Regions from separate parts of the Gossypium hirsutum genome. Here region 2 is linked to region 1. The links are chromatin contacts, called in public Hi-C maps. All regions are on one chromosome and are shown on one strand. The core of a region is the stretch at or near the end of the contact, and the rest is flanking DNA. Distances in the headings are between cores, read along the strand shown. Region 1 holds the start of LOC107900891 (FT-interacting protein 3). Region 2 holds the start of LOC107900885.

Evidence for each region. A called contact is a pair of places that touch in the nucleus more often than the background predicts.
Region 2: a Hi-C map of fibers shows a contact between it and region 1, with 3 times the contacts expected there. The contact joins the promoter of LOC107900885 here to the promoter of LOC107900891 in region 1. A contact is called at or near these places in 15 of 34 Hi-C or Micro-C datasets (callus, fibers, hypocotyl and 3 more).

Annotation. Positions count from the first base shown.
Region 1 is chrD08:50,899,039-50,905,590 of Gossypium_hirsutum_v2.1, reverse strand. It overlaps LOC107900891 (FT-interacting protein 3), which reads right to left and starts at 4,641. Exons shown (of 2, transcript XM_016826653.2): 1 at 4,421-4,641; 2 at 479-3,715. The coding sequence starts at 3,641. The coding sequence ends at 666.
Region 2 is chrD08:51,039,939-51,047,115 of Gossypium_hirsutum_v2.1, reverse strand. LOC107900885 reads right to left here and starts at 4,988. Exons shown (of 6, transcript XM_016826646.2): 1 at 4,852-4,988; 2 at 3,608-4,320; 3 at 3,366-3,424; 4 at 3,099-3,227; 5 at 2,712-2,847; 6 at 1,650-2,206. The coding sequence starts at 4,312. The coding sequence ends at 1,988. LOC107900884 (beta-amylase 7) reads left to right here. Exons shown (of 11, transcript XM_041098297.1): 10 at 1-194; 11 at 845-1,165. The coding sequence ends at 873.

The sequences.
Region 1 (6,552 bases), core at 3,392-5,891:
AAAAATTATTTCAAGAATTTAAAAATTGAAGTATTGAAATGCAATTATTTTTAAGATATGAAAAATAGAATTTAAGATTTAAATGCAATTTTAAGATGAAACTTAAATAGAAGATGCAATTTGGAGGTATGGACTATGAAATTTGAAAAAATTCAGGGATCATTTTATGAGAATATTACTTTTAACCTCTGGCATCCAACTTTGAAGGTGGGTTAGAATTTGGAGGTCGACCATAAAATCGAATTCTCAACAAAACATCTATTTTGCTAAATAATTGAAACCATTTAGTTTGTTAAATATTTTTCTATTTCATATATACGAAAAATTTGAAACTGACTCGATTTTTATGTATATTTATATTTGAACATGCTCCGGTTTTAGAAAATTAAAAAAAAAAAACAGAAAAAAGAAAAAATCACGTCTATAAGATCGGAATTTTTTGCCAGAGGATAGTGCAGAACTCATAAACAGGTCATCATTGTAACAAATATGGTTGCATTTCCTTGCATACAGTAGCCAAACTAGGGATTTTATATCGGCTAACATTGGATGCATAAAGATAAAGTAGTACTTACATTCACCAAAACATGTCAGGCAACAGCTGCAATCGATGTTTTTACAACCCGAAGTTAAGTCCACAGTTCCCAGAAAACCCCACAACCTATTTACAGCATACTATCTGTCCTTGCAGGCAGACGACGGAAGAAATTGATCGGTGCCGAAGGTGTCTTGTGGCGAAACCTGGGATGCCTCATAACATAAAACCCAGCAAGAAGAGCAATCATCTGAAAAGGTGTGACATACAAAACAATGGCAGCCACCAGACATAATAACACAAATATTGTTGTGGCACGAGGATCCCGCCAGCTTAGGAGTGCCTGAAGCCGCTCGCCTTGTGTAGCTATGTCACCAACAACAGTCTGAATTCGCCCTGCAACACTCCTCAAACGATCATACCTCATCCGAACTATATCTGAGCTTTTCGATGCAGGAAAGGACTCAAATTCTTCATCTAGCTCATCAGGAGAAACTGCATCGGCACAAGAAAGACTAGTGTTCATATGAGGAGGGTACCTTGGTCGATAACGATAGTTCCAAACCCCTATAAGGAACATGTATAAGAAAACCGTTGGTAAAATCAGCTCTGGGAAACAAACTAGCATTGCGAATAGGATATGAACCGGCACTGTTGTAATAGGGTTCTTCCACGTGCAAACTTCACCGAACCAATTTCCAGCCGAAAATAACCCCGAGAAGACTGATGTCAGTCGCAAAAAGTTTGCCTTGCTGCGCCTCATGCTCCAAAGGTGAGCATTTGCATCGGACATATATTCGACTACTTCTCTCCTGAGAGGAGGTTCAGCCCGACCAAGCCGAGCTGCCACGATATTCACGGCCTGATGTCGCAGAATGTCTTGCTGTATCACGCTCAACGGCCTTTTGTAGTGCATCTTTGGCAGAAGAGGACGCGAGTACTGAGACATCATATTAACCATCGATGTCGATGAAAATCGTATTGCTAAATGGAGTTCACCCAATTTCTTGACACCAGAAGGGTGAAGAACCAGCAGCGGGTAACAGTGTGTGTAAACACGACCAGTTTCCAGTGTAGATATGCGAATCCGTACCTTTCCGATTTTGTTATCTCTGGTATTATCGGAACCTCCAATCTGAGAGTTATCAAAGACACCCACAGTGAGAACCGTGGCTGTATCATAAACTTCCCAGGTGTACTGCTCATTATATTTCGGATTCAAGCTATTTACTATGGTTCGAGTTCGAACCCATTTATGGCCATACTTAGCAACACAATATGTATCAGATGCACCTTTTCCGTCCCTAGTTTTCATTGGCTGGAGCCCGTCGGCATTCAAAATTCCGAGTTCTAAAACACCAATTGACGATTTCCAGAGCTGCTTTGCTGTTGGCCGGAGATCACTGCTATACTGAGTTGATTCATCAAGAACATGGTATCCTCCATCAAGACAAACACAAACATGGAGCCTACTATGAAATTTATCCTTCTTTGCACGATCACTGTCCATGGCATCGGATAAAGATTTCTCCAGGTTGTACCACCGGGTACGGACAAAGCGATCATCAGCACGCCTATCAATGGAGTTCAATGCTATTACAGTCCTTCCAATGGTCTCATCCTTATTAGGACCTGCATGATCTTCAACTGTAAAAGTCAGATGATCTTCGAAGGGTTCGGCAGCAACAAACATAAACTCTTCGTTCCAGATTGGATTCATATTTCGAGTTTGGACTGGTTTTGTCTTTAAGATCTGGTTACCAATCTGAACCTTAACATATGCATCAGGAAACCTGCTCTTGTCAGCTGGAACAAGGTCTTGAGCCTCGATAACATTGACACGGACATACCACAGTCTCGGAGAGTGATAAACTTTTGAGCGGATATATGTCGGGGAAACTGAAGTGCTATCACCTGGAGCAATAGCATCCGAATGCCAAGCATCGGGAAAAGCCTCATCAGCCTGTGTGCCATACCAAACTGCAAGCATCAGTTCTCCTTTCTTTTTCTCTCCTTTCTTATCTTCTAACCGATACCATTCCGGAGCCAACGGACTATCAGGTGGAACCCTTGTAGGAACCTCGTGGAGATCAATGCGCACAAACCCAACAGAGTCATCTTTCACTAAAGCCTTATCCTTCACAACAACTTCTAGCACAGATGACTGCACTGTTTCCCTTGAAAAGGCAAACACCTGATTCCATTCTGGATTTTGTTTCTTTTCATAATGCTTCGTGATTCCTTTGTAGTTTCCTACTTTCACTTCAACATACGGATCGAGGCTGCCTGTCGCATCTTTTGAAGGAAGATCTCGGGCTTTCACCACTCGTATGAAAAGGAATCTCATCTGCTCAACAAGGTCATAGGTGCTGGTTGGTCTGTCTCCTCGTATGACTCGGCCTCCAACAATTCGTCCTCCTCCAAGAAATGGACTTGTCTCTTTAAGAGCATAATCAAATGGTTGAGATGATGAACCCGGGAACATGTTGACAGCTTTCAATGCCTGTGGTCCGGATTTCATCTCATGTACTCCATAATTCATTTGTTGTTGGGGTGGTGCTGGGGTAACTTTTTGCTGCTGCTGTTGTGGCTGCTTTGCATTTGGAAGATGAAAAAATGTGTGTCTTTTACCATTTTTCTCTTTGGGAATTGACTTCGGGACTACATCCGGATCCATGGCTGGAAGTGGATTCGAGGGTTTTATCGTAGGATCATCAGTAACAAACACTTTCAAACCAAGCTCTCCTTTCGCACGGGAGAGAATGCTTCGTTTCTCAAGAGGGTAGTGCAAAACAACCGCATCCGAGTAATTCACGAACGATGGTGCAGTGAGTCGAACCTTCCCAAGACAAGTCTTCGCGTTGTTTGCTTTGTTATGGTTGTAAACAAAAGCTTCAAGTGGGAGGCTGGACAACTTGTTTGGATCCGATACGTTGAAATAGAAACTCTCGTTCCATACCGGACTGAGATCTTTCTCTTTAGTAGTGGTCCGGCATCTCTGGCCATCAAACTCGAGCTCCACAAAGGGACAGAATGATCCCCGTCCATCTTTGGCTAACAGGTCATGCGCCCCCACCACCTCCACCCCCAACTTGAGACTACTCATAGTTTGTATCAATCAAAGCGGAACCGGAAATCACTTTATTGACTATCGGTAATTGGAGTCGATCAAAATAATACCTGAAATAAAAAGATGAATTTCAGTCCCTCCATGAACAAAAAAGCAAGCAATATCGAAAGGATTTGAGCACTGAAAATGCAAAAAGGCGCAAAACACAACAAATGAAAACAACAAGAACCCAGTATAATGAGAACTAGCATGAAACTGCAATGAATTTTGTTATATATAAATAACTATTTTTTTCAATTTAAATTATCCAAATTCTTGCCAACCAAGCAGTATATAATCTGTAATTTTATCATGTAAAATTATGAAAAACGAAAGTTGAGATTCCAGCCAGAGATTAAAAAGGGGAAATAATTCCATGAATTTTTTTCTCATACTAAAGCAAGATTCTGAGAGAAAGATACCATACTTTTGGTTCACATCAGAATATATATATACACACACAGAATCTTTTTGATCCTTTTACAAGATAAAAGCTCAGTCTATGTTTCCTTCTGGGAAACAATTACTGGGTTTTTTTTTTTTGGTTATTTAAGAAACTTATAGCAAAAACTTTCCTCTATGAAAAGCGTCAATTTTTTTTTAAGTTTGAAGAAAGAAAAGGAAGAATCAACTTACTTTTTTCAGGTTTCAAAGAACACCCAACAATCAGATATCAAGAGTAGAAAAAACCCTGAATACACAATAAAAATAAAATAAAATAATCGAACAAGAAGAAAAGGATTTAAGGGAATTTAAAGAGATTAACAACAACTGACCTCTGTTTTAAAAGCTGAAAGCTCTGTTAGGAAAGTGAAAGGAAGCTTGAAAGGACTGTATATGATAGCATCTATGAAACTTAGGAGAGAAGGAGATTAATTTAAAAAATTAGAAATAAAATACAGTTGACCGAGAGAATATTAGAGAGCCGTCTAAAACGAGTAAAATGAAATTTTTTTTTTTTGGAAGATGATGAAGAAAAATTAAAGAAAATCAAAACGAAATAAGAAGGGATTCACTGCTTAAATTTAATTATCAGTTTCCAACTTTCCCTTTTGGTTAAATTTCACGAAAGTCCCTGTAACATTTCGGGAAATTTAGTTTATGTGCTAAAATTTGCTCATTTTTAACCTCTTTGCTTTTTCAAAATGTGTATTTGTTAATTTTATTAAATAATTTCACTTGGATTATTTTTTAAAATATATGTGCTGCAGCATATATACTTTTGCATTTTTTATTTTAGTTTTGGATAAATATTATACAGTTTTCTCTTTTCTTTAAACGTGTAAAAAAATTGTTACCATATAAAAAATATCAAAATTTATATGCCAAATCATCATATTTTTTTAAAATTAAACCATTCCAAAGTATCTGACAAAATTAACAAAAAATAACCACCTATTTCGAAAATATAGGATCAGAAAGGATCAATTTACAATAGAAGGACTAAAAATGAAAAATGGTATAAAACAGGGACTTTCAAGAAATATCGACCTTTTCTTGCACTTCTAATCTTATACGACAAAGATACGGGTGTTGACGTTTTTTTTTTACAATTTCAACACTCTTGAATGTGCTCGTTAATGGCACGCGCTGTACTTTATTGACACGTGTGGTAATTATTTTCAAATTGCGTGTGGATGTCGTCTTTAGTTGACTGTTCTTTAATTTAATTTTGCGTGTTTTTCAAATTATTTTGACAACTTAACTGAAAATTAGATGATTGGTGGAAAAAAGAAACAGTAATTAAAATACGAAATGAAAAGTGAAACTCTTGGTCTCATTACGGTTAGAAATTAAGATGTTTTATTAAATTTTAGAGGTATAGTTAGGTATCAATTAAAAATAATTTATGAATAGGCCAGATAAATGGTTTTAGAATTTCTAATGTATTGCTTTTTATTAATAAAAATTATAAAAAAATTTTGAATTTTATTGTGGGCTTTCCTCCTCCATTCATTTTCCAGATTTTATTTCTGTGATCAACAGGAAATTAAAAAGCAAAATAGAATAAAAAGACCAAGAAAATAAAGCAAAACTTTTTGGTCCAAGGACTCATCCTAGACTAGTATTCATGCTTTCCTTATTCCAAAAAAAAAAAAAAAACTATTTACAGTAAAAGATGAAAACAAATTTGAAATTCGTAACTTAGTATTCTATCAAAAGAAATTCCTAAATTAGTCAAACTTGATTTTATATGTACAAAACAACTTAAATGAGTAAAATTGTTCTCATGTAAAATTAATTAGGGACTTTTTTTTTTTGCATATTTAAATATGTACAGAATAGTTGAATGAGGGTTTAATTATAATTTTTTATATGTATTTGGTCGATAAAATGTAATTATATCGTAATTTGTTATGTCATATTTGTAGTACAAATTATAATTATACAATTATATAATTCATATAAAAAATTATTAGTATGATAAAAAAATAATTTTAAACATGTAACAAAAATTAAAATCAAATTATCATATGTATTATGCCAATATAAAAAAATAGTTGATATACGATTACTAATAAAAATAGCAAGAAAATAAACATTATATATAAATTTATCTAACTGTTCTAGTGCATATTTGTTGGATTATTCTTTTTTTAATATTTAACATGTGCTCCTTATTATCATTTCAACTTGAATCTACATCATTAAGATTATCAAGATTTCCTTATTTCAAATACTATTTGCTAGAGTTGAGTGACTCGAAGCCTTGTTAAAATAAAATAAAGTGGTAAAATAAAATAAAAGTAAAATCCATATAGAACTATACTTTTTATTATTATTTTACATTGATTAGAATAACATTTTTCAACCTTACTACACTTCATCTATTTGACATTGATTAGAATAATGTTTTTCAACCTATAAATAAACTCCTTTTGTATCATTCGAATTCGACATTAGTGAA
Region 2 (7,177 bases), core at 3,739-6,238, 140 kb before region 1:
CATTCCAATTGCAAGTGAGAATGCTTTTCTTTGCCATGATAGGGTAGGCTATAACACGATATTGGACAATGTCAAGCCAGTAAATGATCCAGATGGGAGACATTTTTCATCTTTTACTTATCACAGGCTCAGCCCACTTCTCATGGAGAGACAGAATTTCATGGAATTTGAACGGTTTGTCAAGCGAATGCATGGTGAGTTGCTATATACTTTCTCTTCTAGACTTTTACTATTTATATCTATTTCTGGAGACTGAGGTGGGGGGGGGGGTTTAAGTCAAATTTAAAAACACACACACTTGTCTATTGAAGCCAAACAAAAGTCAAAGCCAAAAAACCTGGGGCAAAAAGAAACTAGAATAAGGAGCAAACTTCAACCTTTGAATCCCTAACGAAGAAAACCATTTTTGATTTTGGCAATCGATATATGAACTTAAGGATGATTCTCTCTAAATTGAAGATCTCAAATGTGGAACGAAACCAAGTTTGTTTGGCTTGGTTTTCCTAGTTCTGGGATGTTTAAGGAGGGTGTCAAAATTTTCTTTCCTTCTCGAGTTTTAGTTAGGGTTAATGTCCGATGCAGCCCCTATAGAATTAGGATTATAAGTTCAGGTATCCGATTGAGCATTTTTTTCCAGTACAGACAGATACCCAATGTCCAAATCCATTAGAACTGCATAGAACATTATGTCATTAGTTTATTATTCTTGTCTGTCCCTCTCGAATTCATCGGCCATTATCCTCTTAAACATGTCTTTTTTCACATTAAGGATGAAATCACTTTGAGCAAAACAATGGCATTTGAGTAAAATTGATTGAGCCGTATCTCATCATATTCACTGCAGGGGAAGCGGTTCTTGATCCCCAGGTATAGCAAGGTGTGTGAAAGCACTTAAAAGAAAGAAAGTTTGCCTCCCAACAAAAAAGTATATTCTTAGTTTTAGTTTTAACAAACAGTGTGTAAATGAATGAATAATTATTTGGGACCATTCCTTGGCATAACTAGCTGTTTAACTTAGGTTGTGTAGTTAAAATCAATTGATGAATGTATTATTTGGGTTTGAGGACAATTAACATTTATCACACAAACTACCCCTTTTGGAAGTTTCTTGTATTGGAATAGTGGCAAATAGATCCCAATGAATGAATGATGGTATCTTTCCTTATATGAGGATCAAAGAAATTCAAATTTTAAATGTAGCCATCGTGGTTATCCCTTTTAATTCAAATTTAATCATCACGAGTGACAATAATATATAGATGGTCCAACAATAATGAAATAAACAATCAAAAATTCATTATATTAATAAAAAAAATTTAAAAATTATTAAAAACATCAATGGTTAGTTTTCTTGTTCTCGATTTTAATAACATTTCAATTCTAACAACATTGACTTTACCCGATGCCCATTCCTTGTAAGGCAATGAAAACTAAATCAAATTTTATTAAGTTTTTATTCGGCTTCAATTTGATTTTCGAGTCACAAAGATAAAACACCATTATAATTGTTTTTATTTATTATAAATAAATAGGTGAAAATAACTTTGAAAAATACATAAGGATAGTTTAAAAAAAAAAAAACGAACCAAGCCAATTCAAAAAAATTTTGGTTCTGGTTTTTATAAAATAAAATAATAAAAAAGGCAGAATAAGTGTAATTTTATTCCAAAATTGATTCAAATCCAACCGTTACCAAGTCTTATTACTTGGATAATGACTAAATCAGGAATGTCTATTAGGATAGATTTGATTGCCCATTATGTACAAAACTTCCTTATCCTTATCATGATAGTCTCAAGCAATAAACCATGGTGCACATGACAGAATTCATTTGCAGACCTCTCTGTTTTCTCTTTTTGAGGCAACCAGGCAGGTCCAGGACTAATGGACTGAGGTTGAGGGTTGTTCTATGGAACTGGCTTCTCCAACACCATATCCCCGGACTCGGTCAACCTCCCAACTATCCCTTCTTTTCCTAGATGATAACTCAGAAGCCTCTCTCACTTGATCCACCAGAAGATCCGGCTCCTTCCATTTCATGGAATGTTCCATACGTGGAAGGCGAGTAAGCCTGTGGGATATCCAAAGCAACTGCCCTCTGAAGAGCTGCCTTGTGCTCTTCACTGTGTTCTCGAGCAAGAGACACATGCCGTACCATTTTCTGCTTTGCAGGAACCCGCATTACCCCATCTTTCTCCACCATCAACTACATTTAACAGAATGAGAGCTTATCATGTTGTTGCAATAAACGGAACTATTTTCCTATTTCTACCAACCTAAACTATTCCAGCTTCAATCATTCAGCTTTTCTTACTCGTTGATTCAATACCATTTAGAGCAATTGTTGAGATAGTTAAATGCAAAAGTAACGATTAAGCTCGTAAAGTACAAACTGAAGGGTGTGTATCAAATGCAGAAAAAATACACATGCGATTATTTTTTCCGGCCAACATGAGATTTTTCACTATACATCTTGTTAGTCGCTTCACCTTAATTATGCTTAAATGCTGAAGTATAGGTTTACAGCTTACTAAGCAAAGTATACTGATTCTAAACACAAATTGATTATAGTAGCCATATTGTACCTTCCAAGCACCATAAAGGCATGCGAAGCTAAGATTCTTAATATTTTTTATCTCTGAAGAAAATTTTCTGTGTCAAAACATTTTTCTTTTCGAACAAAAAAAAGGGTCAAGAAGCCATAAACTTACATCAAGAGCTCTTTGGGACTCTCTTTCTATCCAAATAATAGCATGATCAGAGGTTGCATTGCAGGAAAGAACTATATGCTCAAACCTCCCATCCACAGGAACTGCAGTCCTCACCACAGGGGGAAATCTTCCTATCCTGCGATCAGGATGGAGAGAAATGCATATGAAACACTGAACCAAAAATACATCTTAATTGATCCCGATCATATATGATTATTTAAGGGATAGAAAAGATATATGATTGACCACGACTGCGAGTCTTGCTTATTAACATCTTTCACTAAGAAATCCCGTCTTAAAATATCAAGCAGGTTGAGTGTTTTTATAAAAGAAAAACGAGTAATTCACCATACAGTGTTGAACAGTTCACAAATTTGTCAACGTAACCTGCAGGGTCTTCTTTCAACAATGTGGTACAGGCGTCCAGGTGCATACAGCCGCCTCGGATCTTTCAGCATCTTCTCCTCCATGGTGCAAGTGTCTTTCAAGCACATTAGGCACAAAAGACACGGTAAACTGCATAAGAAGTAAAACCAGCCCTGTTATGCAAACATCAAAATCAATTCTAAGAACGAAGAGAGCTTGGTTTTCAAAGAAACCCCACCATTAAGGAAATTACTAACTGAAAGGTGACTAAGACATACTATATTTTACCAGAAGAGTGATTTGAAAACATCTTCCAACGCAGTGGTTGTTCGAGGTAAAAAATCATCCTGGTGCAGTACAACAGCTCATGTTAGGGCCTACGCATACAAGATATTATCAATTGGCATTCAACTATATTTGTTTTAATCTTAAACCTTCTAACCAAATTTGGCAAGCTGAAATCAATGATCCAAGTCCATATATAAGCACACATAAATACAAGTTTACAATATATGGTATGACAAGTTTACCTGAAGCACTACTGAATTGATTACATCTGCATATCGAACCGCCAAATTGAGCGACATACACCGAGCGGGAGCAATGGCGTAGCATCTAAACCGGTTCCTCTCTGTGATTCCCAGTTTGCTACGATTTTGAACGGCAACCATCACCAACAAGGCCACCAAGCCTGCTCCAAGGGAATGACCTGCAAATGTCAAAGTGTAGCTAGGATTCTTCTTAAGTAATTCCCTTAAAACCTCACACTCGGCATCAAAAACCCACTCGGCGGCTTTCAATAACCCGTTGTGGACATATCCACCATCAAATTTGGTCTGCCCCAGTTTGTTATCAAGCAAAACAGCATAATCACTTTCCTTGGCTAAGTTAAGTCCCCTAACAGCAAACACAATATCAGCATTTTCATGATCTAAATAAATCATGTAAGGTGGAGCTCGGCCTTCAGTTTCTTGATCATTTCTTCTTAAGAAAACCCAATCAGGGTTAATGCCATAACCTCCAGGGGGTGCCCAAAGAGGGTTATGGAGATCATCTTCATAAACAGCTAGAATTAAACGACAAAGGCGTGGGACTGGCTCAAATTCTTCCACTGTGGCTAAACCCCAGTGCTCGCTTTCATGGCCAGCAGTGTATAGACATTTCTGCCATGCCCAACGAGCACAGGCTAAACAGTAGACACATTCAAGGACGGGACAGCAACAGGCGATTGACATAGGCTCCCCTATGAATCAAACACATTTAATAACACACCATGGATCAATGTAAAGATTAAACAATATGAAATAAATACAAAAACAGGGCTTTTTTTAAAAAAAAAATCAATGGTGGAAACTGTAAAGGGTAACTTAAGTTTTCAAAGGAACTAGTCAATCAATAGGCTCTGAAAAATCCTAAGTTGGTTCACGTGTCAACCAAAAGAGAAGATGAAGAAGGGAATTCCAGATGATCAGGAAGAAACTACAAGAAAATTCTTATAATTTCACCTTGGGATTTGTATAAAAAGTGATGGAGAAAAAAAGAAAAAAAATTTTAAAATAAAAGGAGAAAACTTTGAATCAAAAAAAGGGGGAATTCAAGAAGGAAAAAGAAAAGGTATGAGGATTTGGGGTATGTGAACATTGAAGAAGCTTAATGGTGGGGTTTGTTTTATGGGTACACAGCTACCTTTCTAATTAGCAAAGGAGAAAGAAGAGACAAAAGCTTGAAAAAGAAGCCATGGCTGAATCGGCTATAAAGCTTTGTTTGTTAGTACCTGCTAGTCAAACACATTTTCGCTTGTTTTTGAGACTTTGAGTTGGCTTCAGAGAATCTACGCAAATGGAATCATTCCATTCGCTGCTTCCATGCGAGTATGCTTTCTTGCTAGTTACTTAACTATTGACTGGAAATTAATGGTTTAACTGGTTCGGCCCATTTTATTATTGGGTGCAAATAGTTGAAACTTCCTTCGTTTTTGTTTTTCGGCAATTATGGATTTCTGAAAATTTGGTTAACGGGCCCAATGGAGCCCCGACCCGAATTACAACAGGAATGAAATTATTTTGGTGCTTTCCATCGAAATTAAGTAATTTTTTAAATTTAGATGACATATAATCTTTATAATTTTATTTTTTTTGACTTACCAAATTTTATGATAAAAAAATATTCTGAAATCAAGTTGGAAAAATATGATAAATTTTTATGGTTGAAACAGGATTATATGCTCAGGCCCTCAACTTTCCCTTCCATCAATCCAATACCAGTTGCGCCGTAGATCTAACACGCTGGAGCCGACGAAAGATGCGAAGATTAAGAGAACTTAAAGGGCGCGTAGCGTGTGATGAAAGTGAAAGTGAGAAATTAGGGTTTTAGTTTTAGAAATTGGCTTTTGTTCAAAAGAAGGAACGACAGATTGGAGTCCTGGACAAAGGGAAAAAAAGAAAGAAGAGGAAGCCCTATTTTCAAACAAGTAACCTGGTTTTCAAATTTCAAAGCCCAATCCAGTAAATGCTTAATTTGCTAAAAATATTATTTATAAGTATTGTTTGGGCTGGCTGCGCCTGCAAAGCTTACCCGAAGTCCGGCTTATTTAAAAAGTGAGAATCAAATTTTTGTTCAAATCCATTTTATAGATTTATATTTTTGTTTAAATCTTTTCATTTTTCGGACGGGGCTTCTGGTCTGATCGGGTGGCCCAGACCTTGGATTAGTCTACTTTAGGTTGGGTTACGAAAGGGTATTTTAGTTTTTCTCCTAACCAAGTTGATGACCCTATTAAGGGTAACACCAACTCAGTTAGGAATTTAAATAATAGGATAACTCAATTTAATTATGAAAGGGTATTTCTATAAATCTTTTAACTGACTTGATGACCCGGTTAAATATGACATCAATTAGTCAGAAGTTTAAATAATAGGATAGGCCCTCCTGCTAATCTAATTCCCTATTTTTGATCTTGTCGTCTTTCAGTTGCCTCCATAAACCGTTAAAGCTTAACTATGAACAATAAAGCAAGTGAATGTTTCTCTCCCTCTCTCTCTCTCTTTTTTTTTTTTGCTTTATCCATTAACTTATGGAATTCCTCTTATTGATCTACAGGAAGCTACCAAAAATATATAATTTTAACCAGAAGACTTGATCTCCCACTTGATCACGCGCTTAGTTTCTCCAAAAATTCATAAAAATCTAAGAAAAAAAGTAAAGAAAAAACAAAAAAAAATTACTTTACTTGGCTTTTTAGACTTTTATGAATTTTAAATTATTTATTTTATTATTGTTGGTTCGACAGTTAAATCGACCAAACTAGTGGTCTAATATCTTCAACCATTTGTTCAATTATTAAATTGTCAAATTTAAGTGCCAAAGTGAACAAAAAAAAGACATGTACCAACATGATCCTAATTGTCAAGTTCAGGGGGGCCAAAAGTTGCATTATCCTCATTTTTTTTCACTATCGTTAACAAAATGGGCTTAAATGAATAACGGTTTTCAAGTTCAGGGGTCAACGTGGATCAAAAATAGTTTAGGGTCCAATGTAGATCTACTTGCTAAGTTTAGGGGCCAAAAGTTACATTATTCCTTTTATTTAAAAAAAAGAATAAAAATATATCAATATGATTGATTTGAACCAGTGCCAATTAAGTTTAGAAAACCTTAAATTTACCATTCAATTAAAGTTTTATTTTAATATTTTGATACATTTTAATTTTACTATGCACACTTGATTACCTCCATTAATTGTATATATTATCTATATTATTAATAAAATTCATGACTGAGTTGGAGTCACAAGTCAATCGGTCACAAACTCAGTTAGAAAAATTATAAAAATGACCTTCGTATTTTAAATAAGCTATATTATTTGAGAGCACTCTAGTCTTTTTAATTTATAAAAAGAATAAAAATATGCATGTGGTGGGATTTGACTCTTGCTAATTACAGTGGAAAAATTTTAAATTTACCACTCCATCAAGGCTTTATTTTGTTTTAATTATACATTTTAATTTTATTATGCAAACTTTATTACATTCATCAATTGTATATCTATCTATACTATTAATAAAATCCCTGATTGAGTTGGTGTCACAAGTCAATCGGGC